Linked DNA regions of Mus musculus: regions 2 and 3 are each linked to region 1. The links are chromatin contacts, called in public HiChIP or PLAC-seq maps. All regions are on one chromosome and are shown on one strand. Each heading gives the region's core, a stretch centred on a gene start, on an enhancer-like site or on the middle of the called end of the contact. The rest is flanking DNA. Distances are from core to core; before and after follow the strand shown. Region 1 holds the start of Meis2 (Meis homeobox 2). Region 2 has its middle 29 kb from the start of 3110099E03Rik. Region 3 has its middle 13 kb from the start of Gm39911.

The links. HiChIP or PLAC-seq counts read pairs in DNA pulled down with a chosen protein or histone mark.
Region 2: a contact with region 1 is called in an H3K4me3 HiChIP or PLAC-seq map of craniofacial prominence, with 5 times the contacts expected there. The contact joins the enhancer-like site here to the promoter of Meis2 in region 1. A contact is called at or near these places in 1 of 39 promoter capture datasets (embryonic stem cells), 2 of 484 Hi-C or Micro-C datasets (both in uterus), 13 of 115 datasets of contacts at active chromatin or transcription factors (the NIH/3T3 cell line, bone marrow-derived macrophages, craniofacial prominence and 8 more) and 2 of 9 other capture datasets (adipose tissue and macrophages).
Region 3: a contact with region 1 is called in an H3K4me3 HiChIP or PLAC-seq map of neural tube, with 5 times the contacts expected there. The contact joins the enhancer-like site here to the promoter of Meis2 in region 1. A contact is called at or near these places in 3 of 39 promoter capture datasets (embryonic stem cells and second pharyngeal arch cranial neural crest), 12 of 484 Hi-C or Micro-C datasets (the AML12 cell line, the C2C12 cell line, cranial neural crest and 6 more), 19 of 115 datasets of contacts at active chromatin or transcription factors (SST interneurons, craniofacial prominence, embryonic basal ganglia and 13 more) and 4 of 9 other capture datasets (embryonic stem cells, embryonic tail, liver and 1 more).

The regions. Positions count from the first base shown.
Region 1 is chr2:116,063,048-116,067,751 of GRCm38.p6, forward strand. It overlaps Meis2 (Meis homeobox 2), which reads right to left and starts at 2,011. Exons shown (of 12, transcript NM_001159568.1): 1 at 1,755-2,011; 2 at 141-373. The coding sequence starts at 1,766. G630016G05Rik (RIKEN cDNA G630016G05 gene) reads left to right here and starts at 4,178. Exons shown (of 5, transcript NR_153841.1): 1 at 4,178-4,293.
Region 2 is chr2:115,481,305-115,486,008 of GRCm38.p6, forward strand. No RefSeq gene overlaps it. Among named protein-coding and RNA genes, the nearest start is that of 3110099E03Rik, 29 kb to the right of the region's middle. Within about 2 kb of position 2,392, at least 30 of the 459 cell types and tissues checked have an H3K27ac peak or open chromatin away from gene starts, as enhancers often do. A contact at or near this core is called in craniofacial prominence, neural tube and uterus, where this site is marked.
Region 3 is chr2:115,535,795-115,540,498 of GRCm38.p6, forward strand. No RefSeq gene overlaps it. Among named protein-coding and RNA genes, the nearest start is that of Gm39911, 13 kb to the right of the region's middle. Within about 2 kb of position 2,712, at least 21 of the 459 cell types and tissues checked have an H3K27ac peak or open chromatin away from gene starts, as enhancers often do. A contact at or near this core is called in embryonic basal ganglia, neural progenitor cells, neural tube and 1 more, where this site is marked.

The DNA.
Region 1 (4,704 bases), core at 761-3,260:
AAGTCCCCACTTAGCCTCCCTGGTCCACCCTAACACCACCACAATCACCACCACCTCCACCACCACCATCACCACCAGAGACAAGCACACGCACTCACACACACTCACACACAGTAAGCTGGGTCCGGGGGTCGGTTTACCCATAGATTGCGTCCTTGTCTCTTTTCAAGGCGTCGTTGACAGCAGATCCCATGCTGGCTGGCATGACATTGGGGTGCGGGGCGTGCGCGCCGTAGTGCTGCGTGGCGTGGAGCGGCGGCCCGTGGTTTAGGTGGTGAACCGGGGGGATCGGCCGCGGCGCGTGAGGGTCTCCGTACATGGAAGCGGGAACCCCTACTCCGTCCATCCCGCCGTAATGGGGCAGCTCATCGTACTGTCAGAGCCCGGGCAAGAGGAGGGGGCGGTGGCACAGAGTAAGAGAGAACCCAGGGGGGCAGAGGCAGGAAAGCAAAGGAACCCGGAGCAAAGAAAAGAGGGTACAGAGGAGTGGGGATGGAATAGAGATAGGGGGTGTAAAGACGGATGAGAGAGAGAGAGAGAGAGAGAGAGAGAGAGAGAGAGAGAGAGAGAATAAAAACAAAGTCAGAAAAAAAGAAAAGTACCGGACACAAGTTAAACACACTACAAACCAAACCAGGAGAAAAAACAGATTTGAAAGTTGGGAGAGGATGTCGTAAATTTTAAAATTAAAGTCTGAGCCGAGAGCAGCATTCAGGGAAGGCAGATCAGGCGGAGAGGCCGGGGACGCCGGGTGGGGGGTGGGGGGGCACAGGGAGGCCCCGCTCCCGCTGGAGGCTGCAGAACCCCAGCGAGCCAACCCAGGGAGAAGTGGAGTTAGCAAGAGAAGGAAGCCCCGGATCCCACCCCTTACCCCCCTTCGCCTCCTCCAGGAGATCCAATAAATCAAAGGGCGAAATGAAACAAAATAAAGAGAAGAAAAACGCTAATAATCAGGCCGAGAACGGCAAGGACAAGGGAAGACTAGGGTCGGTGCCTCCCCGGGGGCTAGGAGCTGAGGGTGGGGAGGAATAACGTGAAAGTTACCAGAAACATTATTTAGCAGCGGATTCCCTGCGTCCTTGTCAATTTCAGAGACAAAACAAGCAGCCGGGGCTAGTCTAGGCAGCGCGGCCCCACGCCGGCGGCTCCTACGCAGCCCGCGCCCGCCCGGAGCCGCGCGAGTAGCGGCGAAAGAGGCGCAGCGGCGGCGGCAGGAGAACCCGGGGAATCACGCTGCCGGGGTAAAAGCTGGAGCGAGGCGAAAGCGTGTAACAATTGCACACAAGTACACACACACACACACACACACACACACACACACACACACACCACTCACACGCTCTCGCCGCCCGCAGAGAACCCGGGGAATCACGCTGCCGGGGTAAAAGCTGGAGCGAGGCGAAAGCGTGTAACAATTGCACACAAGTACACACACACACACACACACACACACACACACACACACACACACACACACACACACACCACTCACACGCTCTCGCCGCCCGCCCGCTCGCTCAGCGCTGGGACACGCGCGGCCAGACACGCACACACGCACGCACACACACTCTCACACACGCAGAGGCACAGGGGGGAAAGAAGCCGGTGAATAATTTTGTTACTATTTTTTAAAATACTGGCCGCCATCATCATCAAGCAACCAGCAGCAGCCAGCTCAAAGGGAGAGAAGGCATGGGGCAGGGCCCTGTAGGAGAGGATTTATATCTAGGTAAGTGTTGGAGATTTAAACCTACCCTTTGCGCCATCAGTCTGCGCTCCAATAAACTCCTGGATGTGTCGTATATTTAATATCCCAGTCCGGATAAGAAAGTGAGCTAGGTTGAAGAGTCCTTTTTTTCCAAACCAAGGAGACTTCTCCCAATTTTCCAATGTTATTTTTTGGGGGGTGGGGAAAGCCCAGTCAAGAAAACGAAGAATTTTTTTCAGTGATATTTCTTCTTTTTCTCTTTTTTCCTCTTCTTCCTCCTCCTCCTGATCTTCCTCCTCCTCCCCCTCCTCCCCCTCCCCTCCTCCTCCTCTTCGGTCCTCCTTTACTCCTCTTTCTCTTCTTTTCCTCTTAGTTGAAAAAAAAAAAGAAAAGAAAGAAAAGAAAAAGAAAAAAAATTGTCAAGCCCCCGAACTGAAGGTTACGAGCGGCCAGTCAGCAGCCCACATGTAACCGAACTGTCGAGTTTCATGGCTTTTTGCCACTCCAGCTGTCAATCAAAGCCCGGAATGTCAAGGTAGTGAATGAATGATGGTTGATGATGATGAAGAGGAGCAATCTTTCAGACCCGTTTTTTTTTTCTTCCAGTAAAACTCCGCGAGGGGTTTCTGCTTCTTGAATTCTTCCTCCCCCCTCCCCCCTCTTTTAGCTTTGCCCCCAAAATAGCTCTAATATGATCCTCTCTTTTTAAAGTATTGTTCAAAGAAAGCAAGGAGAAAACCAAGAAAAAAATGAATAGTTTGCAAAAATTGGACTTCCTCCCCCCCTCTCTGGTAGGTATTTTGTCTTTCCCTCTCTCTCTTTCTCGCTCGCTCTCACTCGCGCTCGCTCTCTCGCGCTCTCTTTCTCTCTCTGGGAGATGAGTGAGTGTCAGTAGGTGTTGGCAGGTTGGCTGCAGCCGGGCTTATAGTAGAGCCTCAGTTTGGCGGCGCGGGTCGGCGGCGGGAGAACGAAATGACGGAACCCGGAAGTCGTGGTGGCCATAGCCCGTCCTACGGCGGAGACACATCCCGAGAGTGGGGAGCTGGAGCGAGGAGGAGCGCGCAGCGCGGAGCCTCTGATATGCAGCGAGTGCGGTCGGACGGCCCCGGGGGGGGGGGGGGGGGCTGGGGAAGGGGAGGCTGGAGCGGAGAGGACCGGAGCAAATCAGCAAGCCTGCTTCTCCAGGGGGACGACGCGGGAGGGAGAGGAAGAGGGGAGGGAGGGGGGATGAGGGAGGGGGAAAGGGGGAAGGGAGGGAAGGAGGGAGAGCGACAGGAGAGGGAGAGAGAGGGAGAGAGAGAGAGAGAGAGAGAGAGAGAGAGAGAGAGAGAGAGAGAGAGAGAGAGAGAGAACACGCGTGATTGGAGGGGGAAGGAAGAGAGGTGGAAGAGGACAGGGAGAGCGCAGACAGGAAAACTGCAGAAAGCCACAGGGAAAGTACGGTACAGACTCAGATCTTTTTATTTTCAACTTACTTCTCGTTTATTTCCCCACCACTCCTCTTGGCTCCTGCCTAACTGGGTCGCGTTGGGGATGTTTGGCATGGCGCTCTAGCTTTTGTTCGTTTTAATTCCGCGGCCCCCTTCCTCTGCCGGCGGATTACTAGGTCCCGAACTCTGCCACTACAACCTAGAGCAGCAAGCTCCGCCAACTGCACCACCGCCAGGCTAGGATTTTTGTTGTTGTTGTTGTTGTTGTTGTTGTTAAGTGGTACTTTCTTTCTCGTGCAGATGCAGAGCCCTTTTTGTCAATATTCATTTTTGTCTAGTACAAGATATGAGCAGCTGAACTCGGAGCATAGTCCCTCGGTGCGCTGCAGACAGTGTAGACCACCATTGAGAGTCTAGGGGTCCTGGGCTCAATCTGGAGGGAGAAAGCAGGATGAGAGTTAGTAGGGCGGGAGTTAGTGGGGTAGGAGTTAGAGGAGAGGGAGTTGTTTGGTGTTTGTTGTTTACCGATGTAGACAAGTGTGTGTGTGTGTGTGTGTGTGTGTGTGTGTACGCGCGCGTGCGTGCGTGCGCGTGACCGCTGTGCGCCTCTAAAGTGAATCTTGGATCTAGGAAGCACCGGAGGAGAAAGATTAAAAAGCATGTGAGACAGAAGATGCTTGCGAGGAGTGGCTGGCTCTGGCTGCCCAGCTTTGTTGTGGTTGCCCTGGGCGCAGCGGTTGTAAAGAGGGCTAAAGGCTGAGTTAATTACACCGGGAGGATTTCGCTGGATGGGGACCATGGGACTGGCTCCTAAAGTTTTCCCAAAAGGAAAAGGAAGCGAGTAGGGTTAAAAAGGTAAATACCCGACTAGGTTTTGGTAGAAACTAGTTCTGGCCGGGGTCCCGCCCAATCCCTGGCCGGAGTTCCAGCTGGCTTTACCTCTGCTCTGCTGTTTCCCCGCGGCTGCGCGTCAATCACCGAGAGACGAGAGCTGGGGGCGGAGCTTTGGTCACCCGGCGCGCGTAGCCGGGTTCACCCTGCCGCCACCAGGCAGCTGGCAGCGCGACCCAGCCACGCACTGGGAGCGCGCCCTCTCCCCAACTTCTCACCCTCGCCCTGGGTTCCGGGCCCCAGGCCCAGAGAATAGCAAACAGAGTAAGGGTTTGCTGTTCAACTGCGGCCTCCCTCCCCAACTCTGAACCATCCCGTGACAGAAAGCAGCGCCTCCTGCAAGGGTGCCTTTGACTGGACTTTCTCATGGGGGCGGGGGTGGATGGGAGTGGTTAGGTATAGTAGAGTGGTGTGTGTGTGTGTGTGTGTGTGTGTGTGTGTGTGTGTGTGTGTGTGTGAGAGAGAGAGAGAGAGAGAGAGGACTTACAGAGAGAGGGAGAGGGAGACGGAGAGGGAGAGGGAGGGAGGGAGGGAGGGAGAGAGAGAGAGAGAGAGAGAGAGAGAGAGAGAGAGAGAGAGAGAGAGAGGTTTTTCTCCCATTTAGCATCTTCCTGGTTTCCTAGCAAGCTTCTGAACATCCCAAGCTAGCTAAAACTACTGCATGCCGAGACTCCA
Region 2 (4,704 bases), core at 1,142-3,641, 580 kb before region 1:
AACAGAAAGGGAGGGGGGATATTGGATGTTCTGTGAGATCATCCAAGTTTTGAAACAGCATCTATTTATTGTTTCCAAAGAGACTCCTTAACTCATAAATTATCTCCCTTGTAAAGGGCTGCTTCCTGAAAGCCAACAGCATGAATCTGCTCTTGGCTACACCAATCCCTAGGAACAGCCATGCCCTGCTTGTTGATGATCTCCAAGGATTTTGCATTGAGGTTTAGAACTCACCTAAACTTGTCCTCTTGCCTTGCCTTTCTTGAATGAGCCATGTCCAGGAACATGAAAATAAGTATCATTTTGCATAATGTTACCTAATGAATTTAATCATGCCAATGTTAAGTCAACCCAAAATATTAAACATAAAGGCTATCTAATTTTCCAGTGAGGCTGAGTGTGGCACAGAAGGAGGGGCTTCATAGTAGTGCTAGACTAGTACAGGAGTGACTTTTAATTCTATTTCTCTACCTCTCTTGTTATCCTTGTAGTTTTCCTCAACTTTCTTCGTTTCCATTGACTTCCCTGCATAATGGCAAGAGTAGTAGAGTATTATTCTCTTTTGATTTGCTGTAACAAAATGTCTGACAGAATCAGCTTAAATCGAGGACATTTTTATTTGGGCTCACAGTTTCTGAGAGCACAGTCCATCGTGAGGTTCAGAATGACAGGACAGGGCGGCTCTGAATGCAGCCATGGAAGCATGTCCTGGATGCTGTTTACACCATAGCTAACCTGGAAGAAGAAAGCAAGGTACTAAAGTGGAAAGGACAACATACGCGAATTCAAATCACCAGCCTGGGGCAGGGCCCATTTCAGATTCAACCCTAAGCAGAGCTACCTGACACCATTAAAGATGGAATGACTGAGAGTGTATGGGGAAATAATCAGAATAAACATTCAACAGCTCTGACAACGGTTTCAACGTTAGAGAAACCCCTGTCCTTTAAGTCCTGCCTTTTAAAAGCTGTGGCTTCAGGGCTTCCCTTAACCGTTCCAAGTTTCAATTTCATCACATACAAAAGGGACCCAGCAGTCCTACATGCCCTTCAGTGACTACAGTGAGTAAAGTGTGTGGCATTTGGCTCCGTTTTCATGGGCTGGGGCTTAGGAAACAGTCAGTACCAGCCTTTTTTTTTTTTTCTTTCCATCCCAGAATGCATTCGGAATGTTGGGGAGAGGTTTGCTGGGTTTACAGAGATGGGGTGGATCTCCATCTTACTATTTCAGATGAGGATGCTGTGTCAGGAGAGCTAGATAGCAGCTCTTTGGTCACACAACTGGATCTCTGACTCTGTTCAGTTATGTCTTTATAATAGTTCTCTGCTGTTCCTCAGTAATAGCAAGTAACATTTGTAATTAATGCAAGTCACTAAGAAAACCATTCTTACTCCTCCTAGCCAGAGAAGAGATCTTTACTGTTGATTAAAATGAAAGCAAATAGATCTCTTGTTCATTATAAAATACTGTCAAAAATCTACCATCCATAGAAGGAAAGAAACTACAACCACAAGTTGTCCTCTGACCTCCACCTTGTGCATGAGTGCACACACTCACAATAAATAATTAAAATATAATAAAAAGCTTTAAAATCTGCCATCCAAATTCTGAATCTCCATTGTAGAATAAAAGACAATGTTAATCAGTTAGTCTTTTTTAAGTTTCTATTCTTCTACAGAAGACTAAATGTGATTAATAATAATAATAATAATAATTCCTTCTACAGCCAAATATTGCGTGCATACATCAATTCTGTAGACCTTCCAGCTCACTGGGTTGCGGGAGATGTTGGCTTTATCTATCAGAGGATGAATGCACCTTGCCTATCAAAAACTAGCAAAAGGATCTCCAAAGCATACAGCAAGCCCTTTCCAGGTGACCAATGACAGATGTACAGTTGAAACTTGCTTTCTGTGCTCTGAGCTGGAGAAAAGACCACAGAGATACAAGCCAAAACCAACCACAGAGATACAAAACAAAACAAAAGGTAAAACTTAAAAAGAATACAAAGTCTTGAGTCCCTTTGGACATTTTCTTTCACCAACAGAAGATGGCAATGTGAGAGGATTCTGGCCACAGAAGAGAGCAACAAAAGCTGCATGGCTGATTTTTTTTTTTCCTACATGAAAAAAAGGAGAGTTTGTGCTGTGTAAACTGCACAGTCCAGATGGTGTTTTCCACCCTGCATGCTCTTCTGGTTGTGGCCACATCTTGCCTACGGCTTTTGTGGCAGGACACACTCTCCAGTCAGCAATTTCACCACTGCTTGGGTCCAAATGAGCTATGGAGAAAGAAATTAGGATGAATGGAGAGGCCACAGCTGGGAGAGATCAGCCACACTCAACAGGCCTTCTCCCACATGCATAAACACAGGAGAAGGGAGGAGGGTGGAGAAACCAAATCCTGAGGTTTCCAGGCCAGTGCTCCAGGCTGGCAAAGCCCGCCTAACCACATGACATGCGCCTGTAGGTCCTAACCCAATTGCAGAAAATTCCCCAAGTGTCTTTAAAAAGGCGGCTATTAAATTTCTCACCTAAAACACTCCAATGCTTTCTGATACCACAAAATATTTTTTTTCGAGCACTTAAACCGTTCCCTTAAATACCTAACTGAAAGGAGGGGACCATTTAGTGAGTTTATTCTTGTGTGGGAAAATATCTCCTTTAATAATGGACTGTGCTCGCTGGGTTTTAAGTTCCCGCTGTGGTTTTAAATCTCTATCTTCGCTCCAGTTTCTAGATGAAATTTTCTAGAAGTCAACAGTCACGTGGTCCATGACTCTACCCTGTTTATTAGAAGAAACATTAAAGCGTGTAACGTGTCTTTCAGAGCACACTTGCATTTGCACCTGAGCTGTAAAAGGAAACGAATGCCTGTAGCAATAGATTATGGCTTTTTAAGTACCACTTTCCTTGCATAATATAGCCATAAAAAAAGAAAACATGAGATACCAGTATTTTTTTTTAGAAGAGTAAGGAAATTTTTTTTAACTCTATAGTTGTTTACGTTCAACCAGCTGCTATTCAAACACCAAAATCTTTTATTCTTCTAGCTTTTTCTCCAAAAGAAAAGCATCTTACTTCCTGTCTTCTTTCTCATTCCTCTGTGTGACAAATCATGTGTGTCAAGTCAGCCCTTGCCAAGAGTGAAATAATTAACATGAATCAAAAATCTTCCCCGCCATTCGTTCAGTTCAAGATGCCTTTAATCCAACTGGGTCTTTTCCAGAAAGATGACACTAAATCTAAACATCAGATGCAAAGGCAAAGGCAGGTAAGCCTTCAGCATGTTCACCAGCGTATTTTATTTTAGAATGCATACTATGTGACAATATTGGGTCTACCTTCTAAAACTGAGTTGACAAAACCAGTAATGCACTCTCCAGTCCTTCTCATCAATTCTATTAAAATAATAGCAAAGGTGACAAACCAAAAGAGGAAATGCCAGCAAGGCAGAGATGGCAAGGAGGAAACCAAGAACCGCTCTCATGTGCTTCTCCTTGCATGTGCTGACTGGGTAGGAGAAAATGTACTGAGACTTGAAGTTGTTCCCTCCCTAGGAACCAGCAATTCTGTGTCCAAAATTTTATTCTAAATCTAAGGGTCAAATAAACATTTCTGGAATTTGTTTTGTCTATAGTGTTAAAAAAAAAAAAAAGAAACTGTGTCAGTGTCCGTAAGAAAAAGACCTAGCGAGAGTACCGCACGGGAGGCTCTAATGGATTGACTAGCGACACTAGGAACACGGAGAGAGCCAGGAATTGGGAGGGCAGAAGCAGACAGAGCTTTGAGTTTAAGCCCAACCTGGTCTACGTAGATAGTCCTGGGTCACAAAGTCATAGGGCTACATAGTGAGAAACGACCTTACACCCTACATCTCCCCCCAAAAAATGATCAAAGCTGATGATCTGAGTTTGAGTTCTGGAACCCAAACTGTGGAAAGAGTAGATGCTTACGAGTCATCCTCTGACTTCCACACATGTGCCATATCCAGTCACAAATAAGTAGACAGACAGACAGACAGACAGACAAATTTGCGATAAAACAATGTTTTCCAAATATAAAAACTTTTGCCAGCCAGGTGGTGGTGGTACGCATCTAATTCCAGTACTTGGGAGGCAAAGGCAGGCTTATCTTTGTGAGTTTAAGGCCAACAAGGTCTATATAGTGAGTTCCAGAACAGTCACAAAACCAAAATTAATGTGATCTTAATATTATAAACATACATTTACATGTATACTTGTGTACTGAATTTATTTAATAAATATATGTGTGTGTGTATGTGTGTATATATATGTGTGTGTGTGTATGTGTGTGTGTATATATATATGTGTGTGTGTGTGTGTGTGTGTGTATGTAGAATTTGTAAAAGAAAAAGAAATGTGATTTTTGTTACATTTTAAAATTAATTTATTTTTTACACTCCATATTTTATCACCCACATCGACCCTCTGACTGTTCCACATCCCATACCTCCTCCCCACCCCCTGTCTCCACGTGGATGTCCCAACCCCATCCCACCCCACCTCACCTTAGAGTTGTGACTGTGGGTTGGCAACCCTAGCCCTCACTTGATGTGCTGTCTTGCTGCTGGAGGTGGGCTCTATAATTTCCCTCTCCCTACTGCTGGGCATTTCATCTAAGGTCCCTCCCTGTGAGTCCTGAGAGTCTCTGACTTCCCAGGTCTCTGGGGCTTTCTGGAGGG
Region 3 (4,704 bases), core at 1,462-3,961, 530 kb before region 1:
GGAAAGAACCCAGATGCCCCTCAACAGAGGAATGGGTACAGAAAATGTGGTACATTTACACAATGGAGTACTACACAGCTATTAAAAAGAATGAATTTATGAAATTCCTAGGCAAATGGATGGACCCGGAGGGCATCATCCTGAGTGAGGTAACCCAATCACAAAAGAACTCACACAATATGTACTCACTGATAAGAGCATATTAGCCCAGAAACTTAGAATACCCAAGATACAAGATACAATTTGCAAAACACATGAAACTCAAGAAAAACGAAGACCAAAGTGTGGACACTTTGCCCCTATGTAGAATTGGGAACAAAACACCCATGGAAGGAGTTATAGAGACAAAGTTTGGAGCTGAGACGAAAGGATGGACCATCTAGAGACTGCCATATACAGGGATCCATCCCATAATCAGCTTCCAAACGCTGACACCATTGCATACACCAGCAAGATTTTGCTGAAAGGACCCAGATATAGCTGTCTCTTGTGAGGCTATGCCGGGGCCTAGCAAACACAGAAGTGGATGCTCACAGTCAGCTATTGGATGGATCACAGGGCCCCCAATAGAGGAGCTAGAGAAAGTATCCAAGGAGCTAAAGGGGTCTGCAACCCTATAGGTGGAACAACAATATGAAATAACCAGTACCCCCCCCCCCCCAGAGCTCGTGTCTCTAGCTGTATATGTATCAGAAGATGGCCTAGTCGGCCATAATTGGAAAGAGAGGCCCATCAGTCTTGCAAACTTTATATGCCTCAGTACAGGGGAACGTCAGGGCCAAGAAGTAGGAGTGTGTGTGTGTGTGGGGGGGGGTAGGGTAGTGGGGGCGAGCGTATGGGGGACTTTTGGGGTAGCATTGGAAATGTAAATGAAAAAAATACCTAATTAAAATAATAAAAAAAAAGAAATTCTTCCTTCTGACTCCTGTGGATAAATTTGTCTGTCAAACGTGTCTTTTTGATTTAGACAAGAGATCACATAGGAATGTTAGTGATCCTTCAGGAAATGAGCCAATTAAATCATGGGATCATTTCCAACACCCAACACCCACTCTACCTGTTTATATCCTTTAAAAGTCATACTTCAGCTAGAAGTGGAAAGTCTGTCTTTTGATCTCTTATGTTCAACAACACTACAATAAAGTGACCATAATACTGATAGAAGCAAAGATTTAACTGATAGGAAAATGTCTCCTCATCCTGTTGTTTATCCAGCCTGGAATCAGAAGTATGTCTTCAGTGTTAGGCTGTTCTCATTTCAAGGTAGGCCTGAATGTTTAAACTTCACAGAGTATCATTTTAACTTAAGCTGCACTGCCACAATAATTTTTACATTAACACAATCATTTCTGAGCACCATGTTAAGGGTGACTCATTGCCACACTATGTTAACACAGCTGACCTCATAATATGTACTTTTGTCCTAGATCTCTGCATGATGGACACAAGTGAGAAGGTCAATGGCATGTTAATAAGGCCCAGTTACGCTCGTGAATTGTTAATTATTTTGGTGTGTTAAATGTTCTTGAAATAACACACAATGAGATGTCTTTCTGCATACATATACATATCATGATGCTCATATGCTCTGAAAGAAAGGGAGGGGAGAGAGAAATTATGTTTGTAGGACAACAAATTTTATTCACAAATAAATCATCAGCAAGGTGAGTCCATCTTTCACTGTAAGTAAAACTCACCAAAATATATGCATTTGATTGAATTTTGAATGGCTAAGCTGTATGTATTTTTTAAAGAAAATTTAAAAAAATGAATGTCAAAAATACAGGCCAATGTAGAAGAAAAGATTGTTATCTACAAATGTGCTATGAAACAGTTCTTTGATACGTGAATATTCTCTTCCTACCTCATAGCCGATGCACCTCTTTGTACACAGATATTTAAACATGGCTTAATGTTTAACCACTACATTTGCAAAGATAAAATAGCTTTATTTGCTGTCCTCAAAAATGATTTAGCTGCTTCCTAGGCGATTCTAAAACAATGCCAATTCATTCGGAGAAGAAAGAACAGGATGGCTTAGGCCAACTGCCCATAAATGTCAGCTGCACTTGCACAGGCTGAGATTAGCATGTCTGTCAGGTCAGGAGGGCATGGTCATTCCAGCTCAAAACTCCCAAATTCACTTACCTTTTGTTTGTCATCTCTTATGACATTTGAAGCTCAATTTGTGTGCCTGTCTTAGAATGTCTTATGTCATTGTTCGGTAACTTGGAGGAAGAAGGAAAGCACGGTGTTCTCCATGCTCCCAAAGGCTTTCTTACAAATGATATTTTCATAAGTGGAGTTTGAAGGGCTTCTCCAACGCGACCCAAAGTGCCTCTTGCAAACGGGATAGGAGTATGAGATATGAAAGGGTGGGGGAAGTCAGCCACACTTCTTCCACTAGTATCCTACTACCAGTCATTATAAATTTGTTTCCCCCCCACACACACACACACGTCTTGATAAGAACTCATAGATGCCTTTTGACATACATAAAACAGAAATACCCAATGTGAAAACAAAGGAACGTGTCCATGGCTAGTAATAACTCAGTAATCAGCAACTGCTCCCAGGGACACTGTTGTTTCGATCTGTTTCCACATGCAAACTTCTTTCTGCTTATAAATCAGGAGACTAAAGGGGAATAAATACATACACATCCCAGTGCTCCAACACCCATCCCAAGCAAGCCTCATCCTGTGTCACTACCTCAGTCATGCAAATTACACCAGAGCTGTCAGTTGACTAAGATTAATGACACTGCGCCAGCTTCTTTGTTTCTCTCTGCGGCCGTTTAGTGTGAAATACTATCCAAAAACATTATCTATCCTCGATTAATCCCACAAATTTGTTCACACGATGCACATTGTTTAGGGCAATTTACAACAGGAACATACTGAGCACAATTGCATTTAATTACTTGGGTTCTAATTACATTCATTAAAGGCTAATAAAATAAATGAAACAGCTTTAAAAGCTTCTGCAAAACACATGGGTCTTGTCTCCCTAGTGAAACATACAGTAGATGTTTGATGGGAAACACGGTTTGGGCTCTATATGTGTATTTATAGATCTACATACATACATACTCCGTGCAGTATAGAAAGAAGATTTTAAATCCTAAGCAATAAAGCTTCGACTGCTCTATGAATGCAATTATTTAATGAGTGGCTGACAGGTTTTAGGAGCCTAGCACTACTCCTTTTATTTTATGTGCAGAATAGAGAAAAACAAATCCATTTCAAAATCGCCTTTGAATCTTAATTGTTCCCACCTGCAGGGCCTGGATACCCAACTCTGGCTTTTCCCATGGCCACACTCAACAGGCCACTGACCAGCAAGACAGAAGTGTGCTTTACTCAAGCTGGCTCCTAGAGAACACTTCTATCACATTCAACCCCAAAACTCAGTTGGGACCGTTGGCTAATTCTCCTCTAACACTGTGGGAAAAGTGTGTAATCTAGTGTATGAAAGTCACAATTTAAGTCACACTAAATTGTTTTTCCTATAAGGGTTTTTGAAATGACCTCTGTGCGTATGTGTGTACATTATATGTATGTGTGCATGTTTTGCCCACATGTGTGTGGGTTCCATGTAAACAAAAGTGTGCATGTATGTGAAGGTTAGAGGGTGAGGTCATGGGTCTTCTAGCTCTCCACCTTTTATTTATTTTTTATTGTTGTTGCTTTGTTTCGTTTGAGGCCAAGTCTCTTGCTGACCATCAGTTGGTTAGACTAGCTGGCCAGCAGCTCTGGGGACCTGCCTGTCGCAGAGTTATAAGCATATGCTACCACATCTCTTTGTGTTTGTTTTGTTTAATTTTTCCATGGGTAGGCTCTGATAGCCTCATGCTTACAGGGTGAGGCCTTTGCCAGCTGAACCGGCTTTCTAGCACTCACACTTCCTTTTCAATGCATGATTGGACTAACCATTTTCATGTATATTTATTGTATGATGCGTTTGGGAAATAATTGAGGGAGAAAAATACATAAGATATCATTGTCGGTAGCTATGACAGAAACAAAAACAGAAACATAGGATTATAAATTCAGCAAAGCTGTCCAGTTTCAAATGGAGCTCTGAGTAGCCATCCAAGGACACGATCCAAGGACAAATGTCAGCTTAACTAGTCATGCTGTGTATCTTTACCTCCATGCTCTTGGCACGGAGCACGTGGACAACTTGTACCCAGTAAGGCTGGGCTGGGCCTGAAAACCTACTGTTAACATTTGGTGTGGAAAATCAGGTGGATGCATCCACATCTAACTCATGTGGCAGACATTTCTCATCAAAAAACCATTTGAGTCTGCTCTAGATATCAAATTCCATCTAAACAATATTAGTCCTCTAGAGGATGACTGTGAGAAGGAACTGGACTAGGATATCACCTGAAGTCATTGTGTCAAAAAAAAAAGATATTTTTAAACAAAAATTGAAATCCTCTTGAAATAACCTGTTGATATCTTTTCAATACTTGTGCTCTTTGACACAGCAGATCTTTTCCTAGGTATCTGCCTAAAGAAACTATTCTCATGTGCATACAAAGAAAGATGGGAAGATCCTTATTAGACTGGTTTTTATAAAGGAAGACGAGTAGAGCCTTTTTTCATGTCCATCTGATAGGGACACATAATTCTGAAGACCTACACAACCAGAAAGACCAGGGCAAGTCCACATATGAAATATAAACTCTTCCGCAAA